4 separate regions of the Sus scrofa genome follow, and all the other regions are linked to region 2. Evidence: chromatin contacts called from public Hi-C and HiChIP or PLAC-seq data. All regions are on one chromosome and are shown on one strand. The core of a region is the stretch at or near the end of the contact, and the rest is flanking DNA. Distances in the headings are between cores, read along the strand shown.

Region 1 (5,649 bases), core at 3,146-5,645, 220 kb after region 2:
CGCAGCACGTCAGGCCCGATCACCTGGGCCCCGCTCTCGCTCCCAGGCTCCCCAGCCCCGCGGCGCACGTGCACGCGCCGGCCGCGTTCCTGAGCCGCTCTCACCCCCCCCACCCCCACCCCCACCCCCGGCGCCCGCAGCCTCGCGCCTCCGCACTCAGAGCGGGTGGTAGGGCGTGCTGAGGGCCCGACAGGAGGCTGTGACTAGGGGCCGGGGCTGCAGAGCGCTGGATGGCAAGGTTGCAGAGGGTGGCTGGGTCGCAAGGCCAGGATTAGGGTAGGCGCTGAAACGAGTGAGGCGCTGGCCTCTGGCACAGAATTTAAGGGGGCGCCCCAAAACTCAAGGTAAATGTAAAGGACCTTGGAGTGTGATAGTTCAAAAAATCAAAATGAATGCAAAAAAAAAAAAAAAAAAATCCTGGTGAACAGGAGTTCCCGTTGTGGCTCAGCGGGTAACAAACCCGACTAGTATCTATGAGGATGTGGGTTCCATCCCGGGCTCTGCTCGGTGAGTTAAAGATCCAGCGTTGCGGCGGCAGCGACAAGTCACAAGGTGCAGCATACGTCGAAGATGTGGCTTGGATCTGGCGTTACTGTGGCTGCTGTGTAGGCTGGCAGCGGACTCCTAGCCTGGAAAAGTCCATGTGCCCAGATGCAGCCCTAAAAAAAAAAATCGTGGTGAACTAAATATCAAAATTTTAAATAAAGAGAGGCATCATCTCTGTACTTTCACAACACTGTCTCACTTCACCCTAATCATAGCCCTGGTTCCAATAAATTTTTATTTAGAGAAGCAGATGGCTAGCACAAACTGTAGTTTTCTGATTTAAAAAAAAAACCGCGGAGTTCCCGTCGTGGCGCAGTGCTTAACGAATCCGACTAGGAACCATGAGGTTGCGGGTTCGGTCCCTGCCCTTGCTCAGTGGGTTAACGATCCGGCGTTGCCGTGAGCTGTGGTGTAGGTTGCAGACGCGGCTCGCATCCCGCGTTGCTGTGGCTCTGGTGTAGGCCGGTGGCTACAGCTCCGATTCAACCCCTAGCCTGGGAACCTCCATATGCCGCGGGAGAGGCCCAAGAAATAGCAACAACAACAACAACAACAACAACAAAAAGACAAAAGACAAAAAAAAAAACAAATAAATAAATAAAAATTTAAAAAAAATCGCATAGATGTATTATTTATCTTGGTTGCATTTTATTGCCCCCTTAAATTACACACTGGAGGCTGGTGCCTCTTACCCTAGTGCCCTCTGCCACATTCTCTCAGTTTTGGGGGCCACAGATCTGCCCTGGCACCTGGAAATGGGCTACATCTGGAAAGGACTCTGATTTTGATCTAGGTTCAGCCACCAGCTGCCTGATCCTGTTGGGCCAGTCAGGTCCACTTTGGCCTCAGCTGACCACCGAGACTGTGCCTTCCCAGAGAGGGGGCACCTTTTTCCTCATGGGGTGCCATATAAGCTAGAGGAGATTTGGGTCATAGCTGCAAACCAGAGATTAGGAAGCTGCTTCATTGCCTCTAAACTGCCTTGACATCCAGCAGGTTGAAGATCAGGCACTGCAGCATTGCTGCAGAAAACCTCCATGCCTCCCCAACCTTATTGGTCATCAGAAAACAGCAGCAAGGGAGTTCCTTGGTGGCCTATCAGTTAAGGATCCGGTGTTGTCACTGCTGTGGCTCAGGTTTGATCCCTGGCCTGGAAACTTATGAATGCCAAAGTTTTTGACCATGCAGATGTGGTCAAAAAAAAAAAAAAAAAAAAAAGTGGCCCATTTCATTTCCATCTTCTAAATCTCATACAAGGACACTGGAAGCACCCAATATGCAAGGGAAGCTGGGAAATATAGTTTAGTTTTCCAGCAACTAAAGTCTGGAGAGCCTCTTCAGAAGGAGGTGAGAATAGATTCTGGGTGTCAAATGACAACCCAAACCACGGGAAAACCAAGTTTTTGTTTTTGTTTTTCTTTTGAGGGCCTCACCTGCAGCATATGGAAGTTCCTGGGCCAGGGGTCAAATTGGAGTTGCAGCTGCTAGCCTATGCCACAGCCACAGCAATGCCAGATCCACACTGCATCTGTGACCTACACCACACCTTGCAGCAAGGCTTGATCCTTAACCCACTGAGTGAGGCCAAGAATCGAACCTGCATCCTCATGGATACTACTTGGGTTCTTAATCCACTGAGCCAGAACAGAAACTCCAGGAAAACCAAGTTTTAATGCAGGTATAAACTCATGCTCCCCAACATGCACCCTACACATAGTAGAATCCTAAACTCACTGAGGGCCTTGAAGATCATCTCATCTATCTGCTCATTTTAGAGTTGAAGACACTGAGGCCCAGAGGAAGGAAGTAATGGAGGGGCGGGGGGGGGGGGCAAAGAGTACTATAAAGAGGCTGGCATGGGTGGGCTGCATGCAGGAAAAAAATCTGCAGGAAACTTCTTGGTGCCCAAAGAGTTTCTGACTTCACAAAGATTGTACTGAGGTTTGAATGTGTTGAGCCTAATTCGGATCCAGGAGGATGCTGGCCATTAAGAGACGTAAGCATTTTGAATTGGGAGGAACTAAGACGGCCAAGGAATCTTGACTCCCAGGGACGAAAGGCTGTGAATCACCCAGGCAGTGATCAGACCTGCTTCAAAATGCTCTGCACCTGCCCCATGTGGAATGCTGGGGACGCAGTAGGGACAATGCAGAGTCCCAGTCCTCCTGGAGTATGTCTAGGGAAGGGAGGGACTTTGGCTTGGGTGGGGGTGGAGGGATGGGGTGCTGTTCTGGCATCCCCAGCGCCCCTCCCAAATCACCAGCCACAGCTGAGCTTCCCATTGGGCAGGAATCCAACTGCCAGACCATGGACACATGCACTGCACAGCACCAGCCTCTTTGTGGCCCACCAGGCTCAGAGGAGGAACCTGAGTCCCAGAACTGGATGAGATCAGAGGTAGAACGAGGAGTTCCCTCTGTGGCGCAACAAGATGGGTGGTATCTGCAGCACCAAGACTCAGGTTGGATTCCTGGCCTGACACAGTGGGTTAAAGGATCTGGCGTTGCTGCAGCTGCAGCGTGGTCAAAACTATGGGTCAGATCTGATCCCTGGCCCAGGAACTCCATATGCTATGGGGCAGCCAAAAAAGAAAGAAAAAAAAAAAAAAAACGAAAGGAAAAAAGAGAACGGGATGGAGTCCAAGCTCATGTACATAACTAGGCAAAAGAAGGGCCAGGAATTGTTGCTGACTCCCCCTCCTCCCAGCGCACCCAGGCCGCAGTGTTTAAAGAGTGCTTCCACACTTGCTAGTGCCTCAACTGATAGGTTCCCAGGGGGATGGTGGACTTGAAACACGGGTCAATGACATTAGAAAGTCGCTGACCAAGAATCAACCACCCTGTCTGCTAAGTCAATCAACTACCCCGCCCGATTAACCACCCTGCCTGCTTAAGTCAATCCCTGCCCAAGGCAGGGTGGTTACAGCACTTATCCGGACAGGAGAAATGGAGAGGGAAAGCTATCGTCCTTTGCCACCCTCCTCCCTCGCACATTGTTCCCTCCACGTTTTGCTGGCAACCAGCCTTTTATAACTAGATCTCCACGGAATTCCCATAGTGGCCGGTAGTAACGAACCGACATAGTGTCTATGAGGATGCTGATTAGATCCCAGGCCTTGCTGAGTGGGTTAAGGATCCCGACCTGCCGAGAGCTGTGATGTAGGTCGCAGACGCAGTTTTGATCCCGCTTGCTGTGGTTGTGGTGTAGGCCAGCAGCTGCAGTTCCAGCTCCAATTGGACCCCTAGCCTGGGAATTTCTATATGCCGAGGGTGCGGCCCTAAAAGGGGTGGGGGTGGGGAAGAACAACTCCTCACAATCGCTGCTGATGCCATCCTGAGCTCGGCCCATCTATTTGGGATGCCTTAATAAATCACTCCTGCTTTACTGACTTGGCCTTGGCCGGTCCTCGCCCAGCAAACCTCAAGCACAAGAGGTGAAGACACTCAGGACCCAGGAATCCAGCACCGGAAACGGAAAGGTCCACTAGCTCCTGCCGCTCTAGGAAGTGGCAGCGAACGGTATCGATAGCTTTAACCCTCTTGTTCACTTGACGGAGCAAATGCTCCCATCTGTAGCCGCTGTGAGGAATGTGACACCTTCTGCTTGGCTCGGGTTCTGAGCTCATCAACGCGGACTTCGGTGCCCCGGCCACCGCTGGAGGGGCGGGGAGGACGGCAAAGCGAGCCTGAAGGAAAAGGCTGTCGCTGGGGACACTCTGGGGGCGGAGTAGCCAAGTCACCTGGAGCAGTACAGTACTGAGACTCCGTAGTCGGATATCTGGGTTCTCCAGAGACACTGACCCATTCGAGTACCGGGAGAGTTGCCTACTATCCTACGCGGGGCATGTTACGCTTGGCGCGGACTACGTATCCAAGCATGCGCCGCACACGCCTCTTAGGCACGCACAGCGATTAGATAACCACCACTCTCGTCGAGCCTTCTGCGACTGTGCAGGTCAGAGCACCAAGGATCGGGAACTACAACTTCCGACTGGCATAATTACTGCGGCGGCGCTATTTAAAAAGCGTCAGAGAGGAGGTGCCTGGCCACGCCCCTCCTTCCAGTTCCGCTCTCTTGGATGCGCTGCGAAGGGGGGGCGGAGCCTTAAGCCTGAGCCAAGATGGCGGCCGCGAAGCCAACCCCCACGGACTCGCTCTCGTTCTGCCTCGCGCAGCTCACGGCGGCGGCCGGGGAGGGTCTAGGTGGGGGAAAGGACACAGCTACCAACGAGACACCCTTGGGCCGCGCGCTCTTAGCCCTCCGCACGCGCCACGTCAAGGCAGCGGGGGGAATCGAGCGCTTCCGGGCACGCGGCGGGCTCCGCCCCCTTCTCGCTCTGCTACGGCGAGCGGCTGCAGCGGGTCCCGCCCTGTCCCAGGCTGGCTCAGGCTCCACCCCCTCTTCGGTCGAGTCAGCGGCTTCTTCTGGCCCCGCCCCCTCGCCGGGCCCCGCCCCCTCCGCAGCTTCGTCATCACCGACGCCCTCTCCGCCAGCGCGCCTGCGCAAGACGCTGGACTTAGCGCTCAGCATCCTAGCCAACTGCTGTACGGAAGGGGCGTGCCGGGCTGAAGTGCGCAGACTCGGAGGCATACTCCCATTGGGTAAGTGCTCCGCCCTCATTTCCTAGGATTCCACCCGAACTTGTGTCCTATTCTGGGCGTGGGCAGAGTCTTTGAGTTCTGTGTGTGGTAGCCTGGAAGACTGCGCTTTATGACGGCACAGCGCCCCCCCGCTCTTTAGCTGTCATGACCCGTGATGTCACTGCTCTCTATAAATTAGACCCTAGCCCTCCTAGATCAGATAATTACAAGCAGTTACTTACTGGCTGTGGAGCACCACTCTCGCCTCTGGGCTGGTGGAGGCCAAAGGATTATGTAGTGACTCTTTCAAATGATTCTTACTCTCCACTTAAGGCCTTGTGTCTGGCCTTGTGCAGGAGCAAGTCCCATTTGATGAACTGGTGGTCAGAAAGTGTGCTCTGCGGTCAGCTAGACTCATCCGAGGCTAGGATGGTAAAATGGTGTAATAATAGTTACTTCAAAAAATTGGAATAGGGAGTTCCCTTCGTGCTTCAGCGGTTAACGAATCCGACTAGGATCCACG
Region 2 (5,497 bases), core at 516-3,015:
CAACACTGGATCCTTAACCCTCTGAGCAAGGCCAGGGATTGAACTCGAAACCTCATGGTTCCTAGTCAGATTTGTTGACCACTGCATGGCAATAGGAACTCCAAGGGCATAGCTGTTTTCTCTAGGAAAATGTCTGCAGCCTACAAGGGAAGTTTTGGAACACGTGTCAAAGATAAGTTGGGAAGGAAAATCTGCATGGTATATGTGTACCAGGAATAATGCCCTTTACCTTGTTTTATTTAATACTCACCTCTTCCCACCCTTCAGTGTGCAGTGGTTGGATATGGGCTCTCAGTTCCCAGGCCAGGGACTAAACTCTGGCTGTAGCAGTGAAAGCACCTGATTCTAGCCACTAGACCACCAGGGACCTTTCTCAATACTTTCAGCTTTCCTTCTCCAGGCAAGGCTGATGAGAGTGCAAGTTGCAAGTTAATTTGAATTTCATGTTTTGTCCTTTTTCTCATAAGGAGTGAACAAGCTTCAGAACACTTCAAAATGTCTGTATAACTAACAAAAGGAGTATTTTGCAGCCACACAGACCTGGATTCGAATTAGACCCCTTACATTTGGCTGTTCCATAATCATAGATTGCATTTGGCCTGAGTCTCATTTTTTTGGTGTATAAAAGATAGCCTTGCTATCTTTCTTCGTAAGATTGTGATGGAAAAGCAATTAATTGGGCTTTTTTTTTTTTGGCCGCGCCCACTGCATGCAGAAGTTCTGGGGCCAGGGAGTGAACCCTTGCCACAGCAGCCACCTGAGCCACAGTAGTGACAACGCCAGATCTTTAACCCACTGTGCCCTGAGAGAACTCTCTAATTGTGCATTCTGAAGCCACTTCAGCCCTATACAAATATCAATTATTGTTGGATCTGCACATTGATTCCTCCGTAGGGTTTCAGGAAAATACTCCCAGCCCTTTATCAGCAAAAGGCTGGGAGAACCCTGATATAATCTCAATCTCCGGATTGTTTGGGCTTTTCTGTCCAACAGCGAGTCAGAAGCCAAGCTTTGAGGTTGTAGGTGGGCCATAAATGCTTAATCAAAACAGGACCCAGGGGTCCGAGCTAAACTCCATGCTTGCTTTCACGTCAAACGTCACAATCCACAAGCCCTGGTAAGGACAACCCTGAAAGACGATGAGTGAAAACCAAGACGAAGAAAGGTAGTGTGTGTGGTCGGGGGAGGGACGTTAGAACCAAGAGAGGGAGGCTGGCGCGGGAGGGAGGATGCATCTGATGCAGTGGAAGGGCAGTGGAGCGGAGAAGCTCGCTATCCGGAGTGAAAGTGAGGCCCAGCGAAAGGGGCCAGCCTGAGGAATTTCGGTTCCCGCCCCACGACTCCCGGCTTTGACTACAGTTCCGCCCGCAGACGCCCTAGGCCCCTCGCCCCGCCCCCAGAGGGTAATCGGACTGTACCATTATGATCTTATAGGGGTGGAAGTGAATCTTTGGCTCGTCCTTCAGAGAAAATATAAATTATTTCTCAGAAAAAATAAGGCTATATATATTATTTGCATGGTTCTTAGTGAATAACAATTATGTTCTGCCGGCTAGGACCCTATATATTCCCTGAAGGGCGGCAGGAGTCCGGCCATGCTTCCCCTTTTCCTTTCCGCATTTGGTGCATTCCCCCAGGATACGTAGGCGGGGGAGGCGTACATAAACCTCGACGCAGGAGGCGGGGCTGCTCAGTCCTCGAGGCGTCGGTGCTCAGCGGTGTTGGAATTCTGTTGCTTGCCGGCCTGTGCGCGCGTGCGCGGACATGGCCTCAAACGGTATGTAAGTGCGCGAGGCGGCGGTGGCGCGCCAGCCCTGGAGCTCGTAAGCTCCCAGTTGGGCTTTTGTTTCTCGGTGGGGCCCGGGCAGCGATCGCATGTAGGATCTTCTCCGCACCACTGGCGGGAAGCAGCGGAGAGGGGTGGAAGGGGGAGGCCGATGTCGCCATTTTGTTTCGCTCCGCTGGCGCCTCGCGCAGGGCGGGAGGTCTTCCCTTTGCAGCCCCTTTCCTTTAGGTGAGGGTTGGGAGGAACTCTTCTTGGTGACTGGGGACGTGAGACGCGGATGGAAATGCTTGGTCCCCGTAGCCTTCTCTCCTCCGCGTCTCCAGCCCCGCGCTCGGGCCCGCTTTGTCGCAGTGCTGCATCCGGGCACTCGGTGCGCGCACGCGCTCTACTGGCCCCTCCCCCCTTTTCTGGCGGCGCGAACCCCCCTCCCGCCTCGTGTCGGCCCTGCTTTTTGTCGCGAGACCCTCCACCGGCAGCTCCGCGGCGCTCGTCCGGTGTGGGCCTCGCTCCCGGGGTCCCTCGGGAAGGGGCGGGACCTCCTCGTTCCCGCCTCGCGTGCCACGCGGCTGGGGGCGGAGGCTTTGGATCGGGACCGCGCGCCCGTTTAACGGCTAGGGGTGGGGGGCTAGGGGGTGGTCCAACGGACTTGGGGACCGGGTGAGGCTTTTCCCGCCTAAATTTTCCTCCTTGGGAGGTAGGAACTGAAAGGAACGGCCGCCTTAGGCCACACCCTCTCCCGATCCTTTTGCCGTTTCCTGCGGGGAAAGCTGTTTCCTGTATCGAGATGAGTTGATCAGGCTTGTGCTGTCTTCCTTGTGGCGTTTTCGTTACCTTGGATTCGCCAAGTCTCCCCGCAGCCCCGAGGCAGGCAGGGGAGATAGGAACTCGTTGGGAGCCGTAGGGCTGAGGACCTGAGTACCAGTCGGCTTGCCTCTCGAGGCGACCGCTCTTTGATGGCGATCTCTGTCGTTTGGGGTCAAAGAATTCTCCCTTCTTGGTGAGCTGGCTCTGCACTAAAAGCCCCCTGTTCCTGTCTCCAAGATTGGATGGAGGGTGGCCTCTCTCCAGATCTTGAGACTTTCTTTGGGTTGAGAAAGTGCAGGCTACAATCGGAACGTTTTTGCTTCTGGCTTGCAATAAAGCCTGTTCTGCTCAAGCAGCTGTGTGGCTTCAGTTGGACTCTTGGGGATACCTTCCTCATAGAGTGGGTGTGAAAACATGTGAGTCAGTTTGTGCAGTTCCGGATATCAGTTGAAGTTGCAGAAAAATGGTAGTTGTCCACCAGGACTCTTGCTTTTTCCAGTACTTAAGGCCTCTTGGTCTCGGTAGAAATTCGCTTTTTTGGTGTGTCTTTATTGTGAGAAAACTTGACTTTGGTCTGCCGTCTTGCCCCTCTCAACTAGGGTTTCAGGAGGGGATTTCTGCCTTGTCAATTTTCACATCTAGGGGCTCTGGGGCTTGAGTTGAGGCCTTTACCTCTAGTTTGTTCTCTTAGGGGTGGCTGAAGGTAATGTTAATATGATTGTATTTTTCTGTTTTGCAGACTATACCCAACAAGCAACCCAAAGGTGAGTGTCATTTCTGGGTTTCCAGAGTTTGTAGGGGGCAAGGGTGGCTAAGGTGTCTTTTCCTGAGAGCACCGTTGTTGCCTTTTCTTCTCCAGCTACGGGGCCTACCCCACCCAGCCTGGGCAGGGCTATTCCCAGCAGAGCAACCAGCCCTACGGACAGCAGAGTTACAGCGGTTACGGCCAGTCAGCGGACACTTCAGGCTATGGCCAGAGCAGCTATGGCAGTTCTTATGGACAGACCCAGAACAGTGAGTCTTTTTAAGTGGGTCACCCTTCCTCTTCCTGCTTTTTCTGAATGTTGCTTTTCTTAAACCTAAGCAGTGCTGAACTGTTGAAACTGTCCCCCAGTTTCTTTGCCCTTAACCAGTCTGTGATCCTTCAAGCTACTTAGAGTTTGAGTTCTTTCCAAGTACTTAATTCTGTTTCCTTTTATTTTCTTTGACTTTGCATTTTTTGATTTATGCTGCACTTCTCCCTGTTTCCCCTAAGAATGAAAGTGAAATTGGGGAAGAATATTCCCTAAAGGGAAAAGAGTTTTAAGTTTTTGATATTTAAAAGGAGAAAATGGGGAGTTCTCATCATGGTGCAGCGGAAACAAGTCGACTAGGAGCCATGAGGTTTCCGGTTTGATCCCTGGCCTTGCTCAGTGGGTTAAGGATCTGGCGTTGCTGTGAGCTGTTGTGTCGGTCACAGACGCAACTTGGGTGTGATCCTGTTGTGGCTTTGGTGTAGGCCAGCTGCTGCAGCTCCAATTCGACCCTTAGCCTGGGACTCTCCCTATGCTGTGGGTGTGACCCTAAAAAGCATAAAAAAAAATAAAAGGAGAAAATGATTTGCTTGAAGACGTTGGAAATCAGCATACTGTATATCACATTGATACACAAAGAGGTGGAATTTGCCCTTAGGTGCTGAAGGGTAAATAATCTGAGATGTACATCACAGGCTGGTTAAATGCTGTTAAAGGAGAGGGATCTCTTGGGCTGTGATTGGCGGTGGTTCAAGAGGCTGGCTTCAGGTGTAGGTAGCATTAGGGATGTATACAGTGTTTCATCAACCTATTCTCATTCCTCAATTCATGACTTTTTTTCTTTTTCTCGTAGCAGGCTATGGCGCACAGTCAGCTCCCCAGGGATATGGCTCAACTGGTGGCTATGGTAGTGGCCAGGGTTCTCAATCGTCTTACGGGCAGCAGTCTTCATACCCTGGCTATGGCCAGCAGCCAGCTCCTAGCAGCACCTCGGGAAGGTAAGGAGTTGTGGAGAGAGGGGAGAGGACTGAAAGACAGGGGCGAGTTAGTAAGGAGTAATGACTCCTAAGCAGTTGGAGTCGTTAGGAGGAGTGATGGGGGCCGTATCTGTTGGGTATAGAGAATGGGATGCACTGAAAGTGAAAGGACGTTTTGGACACGCTGGCATCATGACTCTTTTTCTTTTTCCCTAGTTATGGTACTAGTTCGCAGAGCAGTGGCTATGGGCAGCCCCAGAGTGGGGGCTATGGCCAGCAATCTGGCTATGGTGGACAGCAGCAAAGCTATGGACAGCAGCAAAGCTATAATCCCCCTCAGGGCTATGGACAGCAGAACCAGTACAACAGTAGCAGTGGCGGTGGTGGAGGGGGTGGCGGAGGTAAGGTGTCTTCGGCTTTATCTCATACCTGTTTCTTGGAAGGAATCATTCTGCTTGACCCTTACCCTAAAAGCGTTCTTAAAAATCTTGGGTAGGAGTTCCCGTCGTGGCGCAGTGGTTAACGAATCCGACTAGGAACCATGAGGTTGCGGGTTCGATCCCTGCCCTTGCTCAGTGGGTTAACATCCGGCGTTGCCGTGAGCTGTGGTGTAGGTTGCAGACGCGGCTCGGATCCCGCGTTGCTGTGGCTCTGGCGTAGGCCGGTGGCTACAGCTCCGATTCGACCCCTAGCCTGGGAACCTCCATATGCTGTGGGAGTGGCCCAAGAAATAGCAACAATAACAACAACAACAACAACAAAAAAGACAAAAGACAAAAAAAAAAAAAAAATCTTGGGTAGGAGTTCCCATTGTGGCGTAGGGGAAATGAATCTGACTTGGAACTATGAGGATGCAGGTTTGATCCCTGGCCTCGCTCAGTGGGTTGAGGATCTGGTGGTTGCCATGAGCAACGTGT
Region 3 (5,788 bases), core at 2,444-4,943, 200 kb after region 2:
CACAGCTCCACACATCAGCAAATAGGCTGCCCCCAATCACACCCAGAGACAAAGCCCCACCCACCAGAGGGATAAGAATCAGCTCCACCTACCAGTGGGCAGGCACCAGTCCCTGCCATCAGGAAGCCCCTGTATCAATCAACTTCACCCACAAAGAGGCAGACACCAGAAGACAGAGAGGTTACAACCCTCTAACCTGCAGAAAAGAGACCACACAAAAGGTTATACAAAATGAAAAATCAGAGAAACATGAGTCAGAACAAGGAACAAGACAAAACCCCAGAAGAACAGCTAAACTAAGTGGAGATAGGAAACCTGTCTGAAAAAAATACTTTAGAGTAATTCTAGTAAGGGGGATCCAAGATTTTGGGGAAAAAATAGAGGCAAAGATCGATGAACTAGAAAAAACATTTAAGAAAGGAATAAAGATTTAAAGATTCAACAAGCAGAGATGATCAACACAATAGCTGAAATAAAAATTCACTAGAAGAAAACAATAGCATAATACAGGAGGCAGAAGAACAAAAAAGCGAGGTGGCAGAAAGACTGGTGGAAATCACTGATGTGGAACAGAATTAAGAATGAAAAGAATTGAGGACAGTCTAAAAGAACTCTGGGACAACTTTAAACGTCCCAACTTTCGCATTATAGGGATGTGAGAGGGAGAAGAGAGAGAGAAAGGGCCAGAGAAAATATTTGAAGAAATAATAGCTGAGGAGTTCCCGTCCTGGCGCAGTGGTCAACAAATCCGACTAGGAACCATGAGGTTGCAGGTTCGGTCCCTGCCCTTGCTCAGTGGGTTAATGATCCAGTGTTGCCATGAGCTGTGGTGTAGGTTGCAGACGCGGCTCGGATCCTGCGTTGCTGTGGCTCTGGCGTACACCAGTGGCGTACAGCTCCAATTCGACCCCTAGCCTGGGAACCTCCATATGCCACGGGAGCAGCCCAAAGAAATAGCAAAAAGACAAAAAAAAAAAAAAAAAGAAAAAAAGAAATAATAGCTGAAAACTTCCCTAACATGGGAAAGGAATCACTCAAATCCAGGAAGCACAATGAATACCATATTGAATAAACCCAAGGAGAAACACACCAAGACACATATTAATCAAACTGTCCAACATTAAAGTCAAAGAGCAAATGTTGAAAGCAGCTAGGGAAAAGCAACAAATAACATACAAGGGAACCCCAATAAGCTAATTTTTCAGCAGAAACTCTGCGGGCCAGAAGGGAGTAGCATGATATACTTAAAGTGATGAAAGGAAAAAATGCAACCAAGATTACTCTACCCAGCAAGGCTTTCTTTCAGACTTGAAGGAGAAGTCAAAATCTTTACAGACAGGCAAAGGCTAAGAGAATTGAGCGCCACCAAACCAGCTTTACAACAAATATTAAAGGAACTTCTCTAGGCAGAAAGAAAAGGCCACAACTAGAAAGAAGAAAACTACAAACAAGGAGGCTCACCAGTAAAGGCAAACATTAGTAAAGGCAGGAAATCATCCACACATAAATATGCCACCAAAAGCAGCAATTGTAAGAGGAAGGTACAAATGCAGGATCCTGGAAATGCATTTGCAATTAAGAGACCAGCAACTTAAAGCAATCTTGTGTGTACATATAGACTCCTATGTCAAAACCTCATGGTTACCACCAACCAAAAATCTACAATAGATGCAATTCAAACACAACACTAAAGATAGTCATCAAACCACAAGAGAACAAAAGGGAAGAAAAAAGCCCAAGAGATAAAGGGCCAGAGAAAATCAACAAAAACAAATCCAAAACAATTAACAAAAGGCAATAAGAACATACATATCAATAATTACCTTATATGCAAATGGACTAAATGCTCCAACCAAAAGACATAGACTGGCTGAATGGATACAAAAACAAGACCCATATATATGCTGTATAAAGATGTGGTACACAAGCACACCCACAATGGAATATTACTCAGCCATAAAAAGGAATAAAATAATGCCATTTGCAGCAACATGGATGGGACCTAGAGATACTAAGCGAAGTTAGACAGTGAAAAACAAATATCACATGATATCACTTATGTGTGGAATCTAAAAAAAAGATACAAATGACTTTATTGCAGAACAGACTCACAGACTTTAAACAAACTTATGGTGACCAAAGGAGACAGGTGGGGGGAAGGGGTGAACTGGGGATTTGAGATTGGCACATGTACACTGTATATTGAATGCCTGGCCAGTGGGAACCTGCTGTCAGCACGGGGAACTCTACGCAATCAATATTCTGTGATAATCTAGATGGGAAAAGAATCTGAAAAAGAATGGATGTGTGTATATGTGTAACTGAATCACTTTGTTGTACAGCAGAAATGATCACAACTTGTAAGTCAACTCTACTTCAATAAAATTTTTTAATATGGGGGAAAAAAAAAGAAAGTTTGGGAAATGAAGTTCTGGCTTCTGCCTTTAGGTGGTAGGAATTGTGTCTTGAAGAAAATCCTCCAATGCAGGATGAGTATTCCAGAGATGCTGGACAGCCACAGGCATGGCAAATGTCTACTGCTACATAAGCTATTTCAGTCTGAAAACTCTAACTACTTGGAAAAAAAAAAAAAGAAGAAGAAAGCATAGGCAGGCCTGAATGAACTCCAGAGGCTCTAGAAAGGTGCAAGAAGACACGGCTGATGTCTGCCTTGTCCGTGGTTCTGTCCCCAGCACCAGCCAGAACCCGGCCTGAAGTGGGTGTTCTAAAAAGCTGTATCTAGGCATTCCCTGGTGGCTCAGTGAGTTAAGGGTCCAGTGGTTGTCACTACTGTGGCTTGGGTCACTCCTGTGGCATGGGTTTGATCCCAGGCCGGGGAACTTCTGCATGCCACAGGGGTGGCCTAAATAAATTAAGAGGTGTGTTTAATGCATGTTTGATTTGTGTTGCTTTGGACAGAGCTATAGAAATGCCTTTTCAGAACTGGGGTCAAACAGGATGCCTCCAGCTTTGATCAAAAGCTGAGGTACCCGGTATGAATTTAATATACAAAAGAAAAATAAGGTTGTTTTGTTTTGTTTTTTTACTACACCCATGGCATGTGGAAACTCCCTAGCCAGGGATCAAACCCTCACTGCAGTTGTGGCAACACCACATCCTTAACTGCATCACATGGGAGCCTCCAAGAAGAATAAGTTTTATGCACCTAGTCTAAATATATGAAAGAAAAATGAGGAAGCTATATTTTAAAGAAGGGGCTCCATACTTGTTCCTCCTGGTTGTTCTAAACTGGCTCTATTTGCCTTCTTTCAGCTTTTTTGTTTGTTTTTAGTAACTCTGTTGAACTGTCAAATGTTATATAGCTAAATTATCCCTGAGCTCTTACTGAGCTATAGTGGAATTCTTCCTACAGTTGCTTTTTCCCAGCTGGACTTTGGAAATGCTGCTGAGATGAGGCTTTATTCCAGCTGAGGTTACCTGACCTTCTCTGTCCACACACGGTTCCCTCAAACCCCCTCCCTACTTTATAATTATGGCTCTTGGAGAAAACAGGAATGTAGAAGGGTATTTACAGCTGAAAAGGTTCTAGGTGCCCTTCTCTCCCCTCAGAGTTTTACTAGAAACGGCCAAGTCATTGCCCTGGGATCCCCATCCTTTTGTCTCACTTGATTGTGCCCACTAAGAGCTTTTCCGGTTGTTACTTGGTCAGTGGCCTGAGGGCTGCTGCAGCCTCTGCTGTTGTCGCCCTCTTGTGGCGCCTCTGCGCCAGTACCCAAAGACTGCCATTCAGGTAGTCTGAGCTTTCCTAGGCTGAGGGTGGTTTTGTCTTAACTGCTTCTGTGTAACTTAAAATCGCAATAACATATTGTCCAGGAGCTGAGTTTGCAATGGAACTAGTAAACATTCCAGTGGTTCCCATATAAGCTTGCTAATTTTCTCTTTTTAGGCCTATCAGTTTAGATTTCCAAATTGAGAACTGGAAATGAGGACTGGGGGCTACTGCTTCTGGTCCCTCTGAGCCCCAAGACTTGATCCTTGGCTCTCAGATCACTCTCTGGGCTCCCCTACTTGTACTTCACCTCACAGCCCTACTGATATCTGGCCTTGACTCCTCACCTGAGCTCCAAGCTTGCAACTCAGGCATGCCACCCAGAGGCTTCCCCCTTCATACCCTGCCATCACTTCAGCGTGACGTCCCTATGCCAAAAAATCGCTGACTCCCAGTTTCACGGTACTTAGTCACTGGCATACATTCACATTCTCTTGGACATCTAAGCTTGAAGTGGTGGAACTTCTTATGATATGACCTAAGAAAAATGAAAACATGTCCACACAAAGAGTTTTTTTTTTTTTTACAAATCTGCATAGCAGCTTTAGTGATAATAGGTAAAAGGAGGGAACAATCCAAATGTCCATCAACAGGTGAAGGGATTAAAAAAAAAATTGTGGGATACCTATGTAACAGAATACTACTCAGCAACAAAAGATACAACTATTGTGATACACAACAAACAGATGAATGTCAAAATGATGTAAGACACAAAATGATGTGAGCCAGACACAAAAGAATATAGAATATATGATTACGTTTATATGAAAATGTACAACAGGCAAAACTCATTTATAGGGGCACAAAGCTGATGAGGGTTATCTGGGGCTGGGAGCAGGGGAGAGCAGCCGACTGAACAGGGGCACGAAAGAAGCTTGACGGGTGATGGGAAAGTTCTCTATCATGATTGTGATGGTAGTTATGCCAGTGTATACACTTAACCAATGATCATCAGACTGTCCACATTTTTTGTCTTTTTAGGGCCCCATACCCGCAGCATATGGAAGTTCCCAGACTAGGGGTCAAATCGGCCTATGCTACAGTCACAGCAATGTGGGATCTGAGCCGCCTCTGCAACCTACACCACACCTCATGACAACACCGGACCCTTAACCCACTGAGCGAGCCCAGGGATCAAACCCGAGTCCTCATGGATTCTAGTCGGGTTCGTTACTGCTGAGCCACGACGGGAACTCCCAGACTGCCCACATTTTATTAGATGTAATGTCAATAAAGCTATCAGCGCAGATATGTTGAGCTTTTTCTGAGACGTAGAGGGTGAACAGGAGTGTATCAGTGTTGATTGGCCAAATATTTTTAAAAGATTAAACTATAAATAAAGCAATAAACAGTTTAATAGCTAGCACTTACAGAGTACTTGCCATTTGCCAGGTGTTGTCCTAAGAGGTTCCACACATGGATTAAACCTCATGACAACTATCTAAGAGAGGGACTATTACCCATTTTACAGATGAAGAAACTGAGGCTCTGAAAGGCCTTAAATCCATAGGGTAAGTGGCAAAACCAGGACCCAAAGGGTCTGGCTTGAGTGAGCATCCTCCTAATTTCTCTACTATAGTGACTTTCTCATTAGGACAAGAAACTCCCTTTTCTCCATAATTCCACCACCTCTTAAGAAAAATATCATGTTTGCATGAAATGCTTTCTTCAGGCTTTGCCAACACGTCTCCATATTTTGACCACTGTAATCACAGCTTAGCTACTGCCCAAGAGAAGCTACTGCAAGCAAAGGGTGAGTCTAGCGAGTAACGAACCCGACTAGTATCCATGAGGACGCAGGTTTGATCCCTGGCCTTGCTCAGTGGGTTAAGGATCTGGTGTTGCCTTGAGCTGTGGTATGGGTTGCAGACATGGCTTGGATTCTGCATGGCTGTGGCAGCAGCAGCTGCCACTGGAGCTGCAGCTCTGACTCAACTCCTAGCCTGGGGAACTTTAAGAAGCAAAAATCAATAAATAAAAATTTTTAAAAAGATGAGT
Region 4 (5,826 bases), core at 1,708-4,207, 170 kb before region 2:
CTACCAAGGCAATGGGACTTCTTAGATGCCCTCAGAGAGGTTCTAGCCAAGGAGGGAGGAGGGAGGTGGTCCCGTTCGTGTTTGAGAACAGCTCTGTGGATGCTGGACGAGGAGGAGGGACAGGAGTGAGTGAGGAGGCAGGAGTTCAGGCAAGAGGAGTGTGGCCCCAGCGGTGACGGGGTGAATGGCAAGAAAGGGATCCAGGTGGGGGGTTCACTGATCACAGAAGAAGAGCAGGATGTGCCCCAGGACCCTGCTGGGACAGCAGTCCTGTCGGGGGTGTCATTTATTCAATGAGCACTTGTGTCCCAGTTCCTGGGCATAAGAGCAAGAACAGGACAGACAGAAATTCTTGCCTTCATGGAACTGACATTCCAGTGGGACAGGAGAAAAGACATATAGTGTCAGATGGGGAGAAAAAGAAGGGAATGGAGGTCCCTCTTGGCACAGCGGGTTAAGGACCCAGGGTTGTCACTGCTGTGGCTGGGGTGCCACCCCTGGCCTGGGAATTTCTGCATGCTTGGGGGTGTGGCAGAAAAAGGTGGGGAGGGCAGGGAGGCGGAATGTTGCGGTTTGAAATGGAGTAATCCTGGAAGGCTACCTGAGGAGGCAGCGTGAGCGACGGCAGATGAACGGAGGTCGGGCTTTGTGGGTTCGGGGGAGAAGAGCAAACGGAGGCTCCCTTAGAGTGGGGAAGCAGGCCTGGGGCGGTGAGGAAGGAGTGTGCAGAGCGAGCTGGTGCGGTGCGGGAGCAGCCCGAGTGCTGACCTCTTCTCTGCCTGCCCAGGGCAAACGGAGAGCCGAGGGCGGCTGCAGGGGGTCGCTGAGCTGCGCCTGGCGGGTCTGGAGCTGACGGACGCCTCCTTGCGGCTCCTGCTGCGCCACGCGCCCCAGCTGAGCGCCCTGGACCTGAGCCACTGCGCCCACGTTGGGGATCCCAGCGTCCACCTCCTCACGGCCCCCACCTCCCCGCTCCGAGAGACCCTGGTACACCTCAACCTCGCTGGTAAGATTGTCCGTCCATCCTGCTGGCCTCCTGGTCCCTGCGGTCGGTGCCTCCGCCACCTCACCTTCCTGGTCTCCTCTGCCCCAACCCCAGGTTGCCACCGCCTCACGGACCACTGCCTCCCGCTGTTCCGCCGCTGCCCGCGCCTCCGCCGCCTAGACCTGCGCTCCTGCCGCCAGCTCTCACCTGAAGCTTGTGCCCGGCTGGCAGCCGCCGGGCCCCCTGGCCCCTTCCGCTGCCCAGAGGAGAAGCTGCTTCTCAAGGACAGCTAGTTGGGTGCCCCCCACCCTCCCCCGGGACTCATCAGGAGCCTGGACCTCAGGCCTTCATTTCACCCCTGCCAGGAGGCCAGGTTACCCACCTCATGACTTGGGATTCCTGAGTTTTATGACTTGGGATTCCTGCCCAGGGACTCGAGCCAGCCTCCCCGCTCTCTACCCCCTGCACTGATATCTCTGGGGGTCTCTCCTTCCCCTCCCCTCACCCTTCCACCTGCTTCATTGTCCATCCCCTGGGGGGAGTGGGTCCGAGGTACTGGGGGGTGCTGAGCCAAAGGGATGGTGGGAGGGGGGTTGAGGTGCAAGTTTGAGGGAGGGAGAGCGGGAAAGGGTATCTGCGCACAGGATACTGGGAGCCAGGGGGCTGGGGGAGCTGGAGGATGGGCCGGGGGTGGGGGGACGGGCGGAAAGCAGACCACCAAGGGTTCCGGGAACAAAGACCAGATACTTGGAGTTGGGGGGTGGGGGTGGGGCCAAAAAGGGAAACCAGAGGAGCAATTGGGGAATCCAGGTGTCAGAGATGAGGGGACTCGGGGAACCAGGGGAAAGCCAGGGCTGAGTGAGGGGTGGGGGCAAGAGCAGGTGTGGGGGCGGTAGGACCCCCTCGGGGTCACCCCTCTCCTTCCTCCCTCCTCAGATTTCAGTTCCTTCCCCCCAACCCTGACTCCTTGAACGTCACTGACAATGGCAGCTATTGTGAGGAGTGGGGGCTGCGGCCTACCCGCTGTTCAGCGCGGCCCTGGGGAGTGGTGAGGGGTACCCCAGCCCCCTACCTGCCTCCCCGCACTATACTTGAACATTCATCTGTACTGAAGTGTTACTTGAACCGGGGGAACCTCGGACCTGGGGGAGCCGGAGTGTGAGGGGACGGGACCAGCTTGGACTGAGACTGGACCGGTGGACACCCAGTTTGGACTGTACCACCCCCAGGCTCTCTCTTGCTTTACTGTATTGACCAACTCCACCCCTCCCTCCTGACCTGAGGTGGGGGTGGGGTGGGGTGCCAGCCCAATGATGGGGAAGATGGGACTCCTCCAGCTTGGCTCTTCCCACTCTTTCATCGTCATGGAAACTTGTATCCCATTTGCCCAGGGAACTGCCACTCCTGGTTGCCATGGAATTAGCAGCCAATGGACACCTCCCAAAGCCAGTGCTAAGGCTGGAAATGGCCCCTCTTAGTTGCCATGGGAACTTAGTAACAGACTGTTGGCCCTCCCTTTCCCTTGCCTCCACTGCGGGGGCGGGGCTTGGGGAGCCAGGGGGAGGAGTCGGGGCCAGGTCCCGCCCCTCATCCCTGGCCTCCCTGGGGAGCCAGGATGTACCATGTAGGGGAGGGGGGATCTATCCACATACCTCAGGTAACAGGGAGGTGCGCGGGTGGGGGGAGGGGCTGGGCGGACCAAAGGCCGGAAGGGAGGGGGTCCTGGGGATCGCGAAAGGCTTGAGGATGGGGCCGCTTGGGGGAGGGGGAGGAGGCAGCCCGGCGGGGGACAAGTAGGGGACCCAGCCGGGCTGGGCCCCTGGGCCCCGGGTCTGTATAATACGGTTTGCTATAAAACTCAAAATCTTCCAGCCGGGGCTGCCGAGTTCGTGTGTCTTGTCTGTGGCGGGGGCGGGGCGTGACCAGGGTGTTCTTTCAGGTTCTGGGAGGAGGGGGCTCGTTTGAGTGGATCCCGGGGCTTGGGGAGGGGGGCGCCTAGGTCCTACTAAGCTTCCCAAAATTGAGGATGCTGGGCCTCCTGCGGGCCCTCCGGTTGGGTGGGCTCACGATTTAGGTAAGGGTTTGGAGTTTGGTCGTTGGAAGTGTCCAGGTGTTCTTGGAGTGGGCCAGGGCCCGGGAACTCCCTCCTAGCCACGGGCTAGGGCTGGCCCTTCATCTCCGCGGGGCTTAAGCGCCTAGAGGAAGTTCCCGGTGGACTGGGGTCTCGGGGTCCCTTGGGCTCTCTGCCGATGGTCCCCCCGGCTCCACCCCATCATGTGGCCGCCCCGGCTCCGCCTCCGCCCCAGTTCCTGTTTCGGCCTCGGCTGTCCTGCTTCAGCCCCTAGGGCTCCCCTCAGACGCCTGCTCTTCCTGCTCCGCCCGGGCCACGTCTTCCCGGGTGCTCGCCGCTCGCATCCTCGCTCGCCCCGCCGGGGGATGGGCCCTTCCCCTGGCCTGGGCCGACCCTGCTGGGGTCCCCGAGGCGACTCGGCCCCACCTTGACCGACCAGCCCGCCCGGTGCTGTGGCCCCCAGAATGAAGGGCGGCGAGGGGGACGCGGGCGAACAGGCCCCGTTGAACCCGGAGGCCGAGAGCCCCGCGGGCTCGGCCACGTACCGAGAGTTCGTGCACCGCGGCTACTTGGACCTCATGGGGGCCAGTCAGCACTCGCTGCGGGCGCTCAGCTGGCGCCGCCTCTACCTCAGCCGGGCCAAGCTCAAAGCCTCCAGCCGCACGTCTGCCCTGCTCTCGGGCTTCGCCATGGTGAGGGGAGGGGAGGGAAGGGGCGCACAGGGAGGGAGCGAGGCACGTGGGAGGGACCGCGCCCGCGCTGGAACGATGTGAACGGGTACCCAAGGGGGACAGGGTGAAGGGAAGGCAGAGAGCGGTTTTTAAGAGAGAAAAGGGGAATAAACGAGGTCTCAAGGGACTACACATGTCTCTTAGGGTGTGGGTGGGGTGTGTAAACAGGCCCCTAGCATTAACTGGACCAGAGGGAAGACTAATCCCAAGGCATGGGGGACACAAATAATGTTTTGGAGGCAGACAAGTCACCAAGGGGGGAAACGTGTGCAAGGCTGGAGCAGAGAGGTACAGAAGGAGCGCAGTCCAGCACAAGTGGTTGCTAGGTCCCCATGAGAGGTGCAAAGACGAATCAGACAAATCAGAGCTGGGGCGGGGAGGGGGTGTTGAGAGAATAAACTACATGGCCACCCAACAAGTGGGCCCATAGCAAGGAGGGCGGCCAGGCCCCACCTGGCACAGAGTGCTTCGTGTAGGCCACAGAAGCTTTGGTAAGGAAGGATGCCTGTGAAGAAGCCCCTAGGGAGAGAAGCTGTTGAGGAAGCTGATAGATGATTCTAGAGATGATAAACTCCAAGTGTGAGCAGATGATATCAGCTAACGGTTCACATCCGTATCAGCCTCACAGGAAGTGGGACCAGGGAGGGGAGGTCCTGTGGTGAGGAGTCAGCAGACATAAGTCCTGGCTCCTTGCAGCCTGTGCTTAGCTGTGTGACCCTGGATAGGCCTCCACCCCCTCACGGGCCAGTGGGAAGTTGTGGGACCATGGAGGGTGCGCCCTCTGTATCCTGCCAAGTACCAGCCCCAAGGTGAGCCAATTCTCATCATCAAACCCCAGGTCTGAGCATGTCAGAGCAAGACGCACATCAGGGGTGGGCGAGACTACCTCTTAACTGGACAGGCGTGGAGATCAAGGTCCAGAATAGGGCAGTGGCTCTGCCAAGAGCACTCAGCAGATGAAGGATAGAGGATAAACTAGGACCCAGGGTCGCTGAACTGTTAGTCCAGGGTTTCCCATCATCACAACAGGAAGGGGAAAATGGGCTGGAGGGGGATCCTCATAGGAACATGACAGGGCTGTCAGGATGGGGGCGAAAAGGGGTCGTAGCACTAGGTGATTTGGCTTAGTCCCCGCCCACTTTGCCACAACCTCTGCATTTGAATGATGAGATGGAATGTTTATCCTTTTTTTTTTTTTTTTGGCACATCCACGGCATGCGGAAGTTCTGGGGCCAGGGATTGAATTGATGCCACAGCAGTGACCCCAGCAGTGGCGGCAACCACGCTGGATCCTTAACCTGCTGCGCCACAAGAGAACTCTGAAAGTTTCTATCCTTAAGGGTCATCCTAGGTATTGTTTTCTATGTGGGGGTCCAGGATCCACAGGCCCCAGATCCTCAGCTCACATTTCCTGATGTGGGGTCATCTCAGGACAAGGAGCTTTACCTGCACAGACTGCAGAGGGATGGGAGCAGCCTGTGGACCTGCCTGAGATGCCCCCGACTTCCGGCCTATTCCCAAGGGGACTATTCCCCCTGCTGCTGCCCTTGCAGTTTGCTGGGGTGACAGCTTAAGTCCCAAGACTTTCTCTGCAGGACCAAGAGGCAAGATAAGTAGGGGTTTTGGTGTTTTTGGCCACATCTGCAGCATGTGGAAGTTCCCAGACCAGGAATTGAACCCAAGCCACAGCAGTGACCCAAACTACTGTAGTGAAAACGCTGGATCCTTAACCTGCTGTGCCACAAGGGAAATCCCAGATGAGTAGGTTCTTGGGGCAGGACTGGCCCTGGTCCTGCCAGGGGAGAGCAAGGCTAGGTCAGGCTCTGGGAGAAACCAGGACTGGGCTGGCCCAGATCCCTGTCTGTGGAAAACAGCTGCTAACACCTGCCATGGCCCAATTTCTCAAAATATTCAGCCTTGCCTTCCTACCACCACCCTCCTGGCTCAGCAGTAAGAACCTGACATAGTGTCTTTGAGGATGCAGGTTTGATCCTTGGCCTGGGTCAGTGGGTTAAGGACCTGGCATTGCCCTAAGCTTC

What was found. Hi-C and Micro-C count contacts between places; a contact is called where the count stands out from the background. HiChIP or PLAC-seq counts read pairs in DNA pulled down with a chosen protein or histone mark.
Region 1: a contact with region 2 is called in an H3K27ac HiChIP or PLAC-seq map of alveolar macrophages. The contact joins the promoter of LOC100626250 here to the promoter of FUS in region 2. A contact is called at or near these places in 3 of 5 promoter capture datasets (fetal liver, fetal skeletal muscle and skeletal muscle), 4 of 47 Hi-C or Micro-C datasets (blood, liver and skeletal muscle) and 2 of 2 datasets of contacts at active chromatin or transcription factors (alveolar macrophages and skeletal muscle).
Region 3: a contact with region 2 is called in an H3K27ac HiChIP or PLAC-seq map of skeletal muscle. The contact joins the enhancer-like site here to the promoter of FUS in region 2. A contact is called at or near these places in 2 of 5 promoter capture datasets (fetal liver and fetal skeletal muscle), 11 of 47 Hi-C or Micro-C datasets (alveolar macrophages, blood, embryonic fibroblasts and 4 more) and 2 of 2 datasets of contacts at active chromatin or transcription factors (alveolar macrophages and skeletal muscle).
Region 4: a contact with region 2 is called in a Hi-C map of liver, with 4 times the contacts expected there. The contact joins the promoter of ORAI3 here to the promoter of FUS in region 2. A contact is called at or near these places in 1 of 47 Hi-C or Micro-C datasets (liver) and 1 of 2 datasets of contacts at active chromatin or transcription factors (alveolar macrophages).

Annotation. Positions count from the first base shown.
Region 1 is chr3:17,107,369-17,113,017 of Sscrofa11.1, reverse strand. LOC100626250 (cytochrome c oxidase subunit 6A2, mitochondrial) reads right to left here and starts at 4,395. Exons shown (of 8, transcript XM_021086396.1): 1 at 3,936-4,395. It overlaps ARMC5 (armadillo repeat-containing protein 5), which reads left to right and starts at 4,495. Exons shown (of 6, transcript XM_021086388.1): 1 at 4,495-5,147. The coding sequence starts at 4,667.
Region 2 is chr3:17,322,833-17,328,329 of Sscrofa11.1, reverse strand. It overlaps FUS (FUS RNA binding protein), which reads left to right and starts at 1,765. Exons shown (of 15, transcript NM_001287420.1): 1 at 1,765-1,777; 2 at 3,330-3,354; 3 at 3,450-3,604; 4 at 4,457-4,601; 5 at 4,797-4,981. The coding sequence starts at 1,765.
Region 3 is chr3:17,126,871-17,132,658 of Sscrofa11.1, reverse strand. It overlaps LOC100626250 (cytochrome c oxidase subunit 6A2, mitochondrial), which reads right to left. Exons shown (of 8, transcript XM_021086396.1): 5 at 93-196. Among named protein-coding and RNA genes, the nearest start is that of ARMC5, 21 kb to the right of the region's middle. Within about 2 kb of position 3,693, at least 7 of the 83 cell types and tissues checked have an H3K27ac peak or open chromatin away from gene starts, as enhancers often do. A contact at or near this core is called in alveolar macrophages, fetal skeletal muscle and skeletal muscle, where this site is marked.
Region 4 is chr3:17,494,522-17,500,347 of Sscrofa11.1, reverse strand. ORAI3 (protein orai-3) reads left to right here and starts at 2,957. Exons shown (of 2, transcript XM_003481021.4): 1 at 2,957-3,748. The coding sequence starts at 3,521. FBXL19 (F-box/LRR-repeat protein 19) reads left to right here. Exons shown (of 12, transcript XM_013987711.2): 11 at 788-1,006; 12 at 1,100-2,862. The coding sequence ends at 1,278.